2 separate regions of the Anas platyrhynchos genome follow, and region 1 is linked to region 2. Evidence: chromatin contacts called from public Hi-C data. All regions are on one chromosome and are shown on one strand. Each heading gives the region's core, a stretch centred on a gene start, on an enhancer-like site or on the middle of the called end of the contact. The rest is flanking DNA. Distances are from core to core; before and after follow the strand shown. Region 1 holds the start of LOC101792010 (1-phosphatidylinositol 4,5-bisphosphate phosphodiesterase gamma-1). Region 2 holds the start of C2H8orf82 (chromosome 2 C8orf82 homolog).

Region 1 (3,681 bases), core at 1,105-3,604, 350 kb before region 2:
GAGAATTTTATCCCAGAATTGTTCTTTTTTTTTTTCCACCATACTCATGAATTGCACCCTCTGGAGCTCCTCTGCGCTTTGGTGGGGGGTTGTTGGCACCTTTTGGTGGAGATTTGCTCTTGCAAGACCCTTTGGTGCCTTTTTGGCTCTGCTGTCCTAGCGTGGGCACCAGCACCACTACACCATTCCCCCATCTGAGCTGCAGGAAGGAGTCGTGTTGGGGTTTTTAAGAGGGGACACGCAGATTTTGGGGTGCTTGGCTTCACCTTTTGGGGTCCCTTCCCTCCCTGGAGTCCCACACATTGGGAGGATGGGGAGGCTCCGATCCCTCAGCCTCTTCCAGCCTCCGTAGGGTGCTTTGCTTTGGGAACGGCTTGCTTACAGCTTTGCTCCGGGGAAGCTAAAATTAAAACAGTGACTCCATTGCAGACTGAAAACAGAGCATTCCTTCTCCGCCCGCGTGCTTTGGATGGACATCAGAAGCCGAAGCCCTGCTGCAAAGTCCCCTGTGTCAAAACAATCTGCTATTCTGATCCTCGGCTCGCCGCGGCTCGCCGCGCTCGGGATGTTCAGTTCCCAGACCCGCGTTCAGGGGGCTCCGAAATGGGATTTGCCTGGAAATGGAAAACGTAAACACCAGAAGCCGGCATCTCTGCAGCTCATCGCTTGAAACAAAAGCTGATTCTGCTCCAGAGAAGGGAAAAAAAAAAAAAAAAAAGAAAAAGAAAAAGAAGAAGAAGAAGAAGAAGAAGAAGAAGAAGAAGAAGAAGAAGAAGAAGAAGAAGAAGAAGAAAAAGAAAAAGAAAAAGAAAAAGGAAAAGGAAAAGGAAAAGGAAAAGGAAAAGGAAAAGGAAAAGGAAAAGGAAAAGGAAAAGGAAAAGGAAAAGGAAAAGGAAAAGGAAAAGAAAAAGAAAAAAACAGAAGTTGATTCACAAATAAAGGAAGAAAAAAGCAACTTCAGGATCTCGTTTTTACCCCAGGGGTCCCCTGATTCTTCAAGGAAAGGGGAAGCCAGAGCCTAGGTGGAGATTTCTGCCTGTCCCCATCACCTTGTTGATGCACAAAGCTGCTCCTGGTGCACCCAGTCCCTGCTAAAGTCCTGCCAAAATCGCCGTGGATCGGTGGCGGCACCCTCCCAAGCTGGGAGGGCTTAACGTTATGGTTTTGTCCTCAACATTATGGTTTTGGAGGGTCCATACGTGCCTGTCCACCACCACCACCATAGGAGCCATCGGTGGCCTTCGCCGCGTGGCGCTGGGCTCCTCTGGGCCAAAAAATAAATCAAACGTGGCTAGGGAAAGGGAAAAAACGGGTGAATTTTCAAGGAAGGGGAGAGCTAAAATGCAGGCAAGGATTTTTCTCCGTGGAGGAGAGAAACGAACGGCTCCTGGCAGCGGAGGGTAAAGCTGCAAATCTGGGGGGATTTTGGAAACCCCCGGGATGGGGATAAGGGTTTGATGTTGTCCAGATTGAAATATGAATTGCTCCTGTATTTGAAATATGAATTGCTCCTGTTTTTAAGGACCAAACACGATTTTGGGAGACTTCAGTGAGGCTTGAAATAAGTCCATATTCACAGCAAGTCCTGTGTCCCCCCAAATCACCTGCTTCCCCCCAAAATCCCCCGTAATCCCCCAAAACGAGCAGGGTTGCAGCCCCATCGCACCACCGGCTCTTTGCCTGCCCACCCAGCTCCGGGCACGGGGGTGAAAGAGGGGCTGTGAGGCTGCGCCCTGTCCCCCTGTCCCCATGCTCCCATCCCCCTTTTTGTCCCCTCCACCACCCCCACCCCAATTTCAGGCGGGACAAAACTCATCACAGCGGTGGCTCGTGGGCTTCGGTCCTGGCTCAGCGCTGCAGGCACCCGGAGCTCAACACAACCATTTTCTCTACATTTCCTCCTTTTTTTTCACCAATTTTCCACCCAGATCCCCCCCCAGCCCTGATTTTTTTTGCCCTTTCACCCTACTCAGGGCAATAATTCCTACAAGCAGGAGCACGGGGACCACCTGCATTCACGCGCCCGCGCCGTGCCAAAAAACCCACCACCCCCCCTTCCTCACGGAGCCCCCACCCTCTGCAGCCCCCGACCCCGCTGCCGTGTCCCCCTTGGGGAAAGCCAGCACCCACCCCCTCCCCAAGGTGCCCCATCCCTGGGGTGCCCCCCAGTTGTCTGTAGGGCCTGGGGACCCCCCCCTTCAGGAGCCCTTCCATGGTTCGGCTTCCTCTAGATGTCACCCTCAGCCGCCTCTTCCGTCGCTGCGATTTTCCTTTCTCCAAGATCCTGCATTTTTTTTTTTTTTTTTTTTTTAAATTCCTTTCTGATCTCTTTCCGGCCATGTGTGATTGCAGTTTCCTCTGGGCGTCCATTTCATCAGCCCGAAATTAAGGAGCGGAGAAGGGGCAGCGGGCGACCGGCGAGAGCGAACCTCCCCCCCCCTTTCCTATCCCCTCACCCCATCCCAAAAAAAAAAACCAAACCCACCACCCGCATCCCACCCTGGGGGGTCCCCGAAGACCCCACACCCTAAGCCGGGCACCCCGAACCCCTCGCCTCCCCTCCTCACCCCTCTTTGCACGGAGGCCGGGGATCCTCCGGCTCCTCTCCGCTTGCTTTTGGGGTGACTTTGCTTTTTCGGGGCGCTCGCTCCCGCGGCCTTTTTTTGTTTTTTTTGCCACCCTCTCCTTTTTTTTTGCCCCGCTGAGGTGTCCGTCCCCGAGGCCTTGAGGTGGCCGGATGGTTTGTAGCCCTCCGGCTCTGAAACCGTCCCCCTTCTCTCCTCGCCACCGCTGGATGCTAACGCCGGAGCCGGGGCCGCACGGCGAAAAGGTCGCGGCGCCTCCAACCCGAGCCTCCCACCCCGACGACGCCGGGGGAATCGGCAGCAGAGGAAACCCGTGCTCGGAGCAAATCCCCCGGGAGGCTTCGTTTTTTCCCTTTCATGCATGAGACAACTCTGCGGCTCCGGCGGGCGATGGCCACGCAGTGAAGATGTCCGTCTCCAGGCTCAACAGCGTCAATGGCTTTTTGGAGGACGGCAGGATGGAGGCGGGGGACATGGGCAGGATCCTCCGCTGCCTGGAGATGGGCACCGTCCTCACCTTGTTCTACCAGAAGAAGTCGCAGAGGCCGGAGCGAAGGACCTTCCAGGTGAAGCTGGAAACCCGGCAGATCATCTGGAGCCGGACGCCTGAGAAGGTGGAAGGGGACAGTGAGTATCGGTGGCGGCGGCTGGGGATGGGTTGGCGGGGTCCGTGGTCCCCGTGGGATGTTCTACCATGGTGGGATGCCCAAATGTGATGGGATTCCTGGTTTTGGGGTGCCTGGCCATACTGGGATGTCCTACCATAGTGAGATATCCTACTAGGGTGGGATGTTCTACCCCAGTGGGATGTTCTACCCCATTGGGATGCCCAGATGTAGTGGGATACCAGGATTTGGGGCACCTGGCCATACTGGGATCTCTTACTATGGTGAGATGTTCTATCAAGATGGGATGTTCTACCCCAGTGCAATGCCCAAATGTGGTGGGATGACAGGCTTTGGGGTGCCTGGCCGTACTGGGATGTCCTACCATGGTGGGATGTTCTACCCCAGTGGGATGTTCTACCCCAGTGTGATGCCCAAATGTGGTGGGATTCCTGGTTTTGGGGTGCCTAGACATATTGGGATGTCCTACC
Region 2 (3,754 bases), core at 595-3,094:
ACGAGCGGGGGGGGGCCCCCCCCCCCCACCAGATTTGGGGTGTGTCCCCCCCCCGCGCCGCTCGTTACCCGAGGAACTCTGTAATTACGCCGCATGGACATGTAGAGGCGACTCCATGTTGTGTGAATAAAGCTACGTATGGACACGGCCTCTCCTCCGCCCCGTTCACTCTGGAGCGGATCGATGGCACCCCATATGGGAACGGGGTGCCCCGGAGCCGATATGGGGCCTCCTGGTGACCCTATAGGGCTGCCATATAGGGGTGGGTGCCCTCCAGGGTGTGTAGGGCCCCGTACGGCCCTATAGAGGGGGGTGGGAGATGGGCCCGGGCCATACGGCCCCTATAGGGTGTGCATAGGTGTATGTGACCCCAAAAGATGTATGGGGTGCGTATAGGAGTGTCGGGGGGGGACGGGGAGGGTGTGGGTGTATATAGGGGCACGGGAGGGTATTTGGGGCATATGGGGGGCTCAGGGTGTGTGGGGGGGTGGCTAGAGGAGTCACTGGGGGGTGTGGGAGAATATAAGGGTCACTTTGGGGGTAGGGGGGGAGTATGGGTGTCCATAGGGTGCATGGGGGTGTATGGGCATCTATAGGGGCACACAGGGGGTGTACATGTACCTATAGGGGTGCCCGGGGGGTGTACGGATGCTTATAGGGGCATGTAGGGGATCTATATGTGTCTATAGGGGGGTCTACGGCTGCCTATAGGGGCATGTAGGGGGTGTGTGGGTACCCATAGGGGTGCCCAGGGACTTCCCAGCTGTCCATGGGGCGCCTGGAGCCCCGCACTGTCCCTATAGGATCCCTTTGGGTCCCTATAGGGTCCTTATGGGGTCCCTATAGGGTCCCTATAGGATCCCTTAGGCTCCCTACAGGGTCCCTGTGGGGTCCCTATGGGGTCCCTTTGGGTCCCTCTGGGACCCCTATAGGGTCCTTTTGGATCTCTTTAGGTCCCTATAGGATCCCTTTGAGTCCCTTTGGCTCCCTACAGGGTCCCTATAGGATCCCTTGGGGTCCCTTTGGGTCTCTGTAGGATCCCTTTGTGTCCCTATGGGGTCCCTTTGTGTCCCTTCAGATCCCTATAGGATCCCTTTGGGTCCCTATAGGGTCCCTTGGGGTCCCTATGGGGTCCCTATGGGGTCCCTTTGGATCCCTTTGGGTCCCTTTGTGTCCCTTTGTGTCCCTATAGGATCCCTTTGGCTCCCTATAGGATCCCTTTGGATCCCTATAGGGTCCTTATGGGGTCCCTATAGAGTCCCTATAGGATCCCTTTGTGTCCCTTCGGGTATCTATAGGGTCCTATAGGATCCCTTTGTGTCCCTTCAGGTCCCTATAGGGTCCTATAGGATCCCTTTGGGTCCCTATGGGGTCCCTATGGGGTCCCTATAGGGTCCTTATGGGGTCCCTTGGGGTCCTTATGGGTCCCTTTGTGTCCCTTTGTGTCCCTATAGTGTCCCTATAGGATCCCTTTGGGTCCCTTTGCATCTCTATAGGATCCCTTTGGGTCCCTATAGGATCCCTTGGGGTCCATATAGGGTCCTTATGGGGTCCCTATAGGGTCCCTATAGGATCTCTTGGGGTCCGTCCCTTTGGGTCCCTTTGGCTCCCTATAGTGTCCCTATAGGGTCCTTATAGGATCCCTTTGGGTCACTTTGGCTCCTTTTGGGTCCCTTTGGATCCCTTTGGGGTCCCTATAGGGTCCCTATAGGGTCCCCACACCCCCCATTACCCGGCCCCCCCCACTCCCCAGCCCACAGTTTCCCCCCGGAGCCCCATTTCCGGTGCAACACCCGGAAGCTGGCGAAGGAAGGGGGCGGAAAGATCAGCGGAGGGAAAGGGGAGGGGAGCACTTCCGCTTCCGGTTGTCCGTCGCCATAACGGGTCCGGGCGGCGCCATGAGGCCGGGGCTGCTGCGGGCCGCGGCCTGCGGGTACCGCCAGGGGCAGAGCCCCGCGCCCGGCACCAGGGAGTATTTCTACTACATCGACCACCGAGGGCAGGTTTGGGGCAAAAAAGGGAGATTTGGGGACTTTGGGGGGTGGGGGGCGTGGAGGGAATTGGGGAGAGTGGGGGGGAATAGGGGGAGTTGGGGGGGGGCACCAGGGAGTCATCGAGCACCGAGGGAAGGTTTGGGGCAAAACTGGGCGATTTTGGGAGTTTGGGGGGTGGGGGGGAAAAGGGGGAGTGAGGGGAGTTGGGGAGAATTGAGGGGAATTGGGGGGGTTGGGGGGGGGCCACCAGGGAGTATTTCTACTGCATAGACCACCAAGGGAAGGTTTGGGGCAAAACTGGGCGATTTTGGGAGTTTTGGGGGTGAGGGGGAATTGAGGGGAATTGGGGGGGGGCACCAGGGAGTATTTCTACTACATCGACCACCGAGGGAAGGTTTGGGGCAAAACCGGGCGATTTTGGGACTTTGGGGGGTGGGGGGCGTGGAGGGAATTGGGGAGAGTGGGGGGGAATAGGGGGAGTTGGGGGGGGGGCACCAGGGAGTCATCGACCACCGGGGGCAGGTTTGGGGCAAAAACGGGCGATTTTGGGAGTTTGGGGGGTGGGGGGGAATTGGGGGGAATTGGGGTAGTGGGGGGGGGGGAATTGGGGCTGAGGGGGGGGGCACCAGGGAGTATTTCTACTCCATCGACCACCGTGGGCAGGTTTGGGGCAAAAACGGGCGATTTTGGGACTTCGGGGGGTGGGGGGCGTGGAGGGAATTGGGGAGAGTGGAGGGGAATAGGGGGAGATGGGGGGGGGGCACCAGGGAGTCATCGACCACCGGGGGCAGGTTTGGGGCAAAAAAGGGTGATTTTGGGAGTTTGGGGGGTGGGGGGCGTGGAGGGAATTGGGGAGAGTGGGGGGGAATAGGGGGAGTTGGGGGGGGGGCACCAGGGAGTCATCGACCACCGCGGGCAGGTTTGGGGCAAAAAAGGGCGATTTTGGGACTTTGGGGGGTGGGGGGCGTGGAGGGAATTGGGGAGAGTGGGGGGGAATAGGGGGAGTTGGGGGGGGGGGGCACCAGGGAGTCATCGACCACCAGGGGCAGGTTTGGGGCAAAACTGGGCGATTTTGGGAGTTTGGGGGGGTGAGGGAGAAAAGGGGGGAACGGGGGAGTGGGGGGGAATTAGGGGGGTTGGGGGGGGGGCTCCAGGGAGTATTTCTACTGCATAGACCACCGAGGGCAGGTTTGGGGCAAAAACGGGCGATTTTGGGAGTTTGGGGGGTGGGGAGGTGGGAGGGAAAAGGAGGGGTTAGGGGGAAAAGGGGGGGGTTGGGGGAGTTGGGGGGGGGGCACCAGGGAGTATTTCTACTACATTGACCACCGCGGGCAGGTTTGGGGCAAAAAAGGGCGATTTTGGGAGTTTGGGGGGTGGGGGGCGTGGAGGGAATTGGGGAGAGTGGGGGGGAATAGGGGGAGTTGGGGGGGGGCACCAGGGAGTCATCGAGCACCGGGGGCAGGTTTGGGGCAAAATCGGGCGATTTTGGGAGTTTGGGGGGTGGGGGGCGTGGAGGGAATTGGGGAGAGTGGGGGGGAATAGGGGGAGTTGGGGGGGGGGGGCACCAGGGAGTCATCGACCACCAGGGGCAGGTTTGGGGCAAAACTGGGCGATTTTGGGAGTTTGGGGGGGTGAGGGAGAAAAGGGGGGAACGGGGGAGTGGGGGGGAATTAGGGGGGTTGGGGGGGGGGCTCCAGGGAGTATTTCTACTGCATAGACCACCGAGGGCAGGTTTGGGGCAAAAACGGGCGATTTTGGGA

What was found. A called contact is a pair of places that touch in the nucleus more often than the background predicts.
Region 1: a Hi-C map of skeletal muscle shows a contact between it and region 2, with 8 times the contacts expected there. The contact joins the promoter of LOC101792010 here to the promoter of C2H8orf82 in region 2. A contact is called at or near these places in 2 of 8 Hi-C or Micro-C datasets (both in skeletal muscle).

What each region holds. Positions count from the first base shown.
Region 1 is chr2:1,284,597-1,288,277 of IASCAAS_PekinDuck_T2T, reverse strand. It overlaps LOC101792010 (1-phosphatidylinositol 4,5-bisphosphate phosphodiesterase gamma-1), which reads left to right and starts at 2,354. Exons shown (of 33, transcript XR_011807317.1): 1 at 2,354-3,212.
Region 2 is chr2:929,131-932,884 of IASCAAS_PekinDuck_T2T, reverse strand. C2H8orf82 (chromosome 2 C8orf82 homolog) reads left to right here and starts at 1,844. Exons shown (of 3, transcript XM_072034217.1): 1 at 1,844-2,003. The coding sequence starts at 1,899. ARHGAP39 (Rho GTPase activating protein 39) reads left to right here. Exons shown (of 11, transcript XM_038175266.2): 11 at 1-143.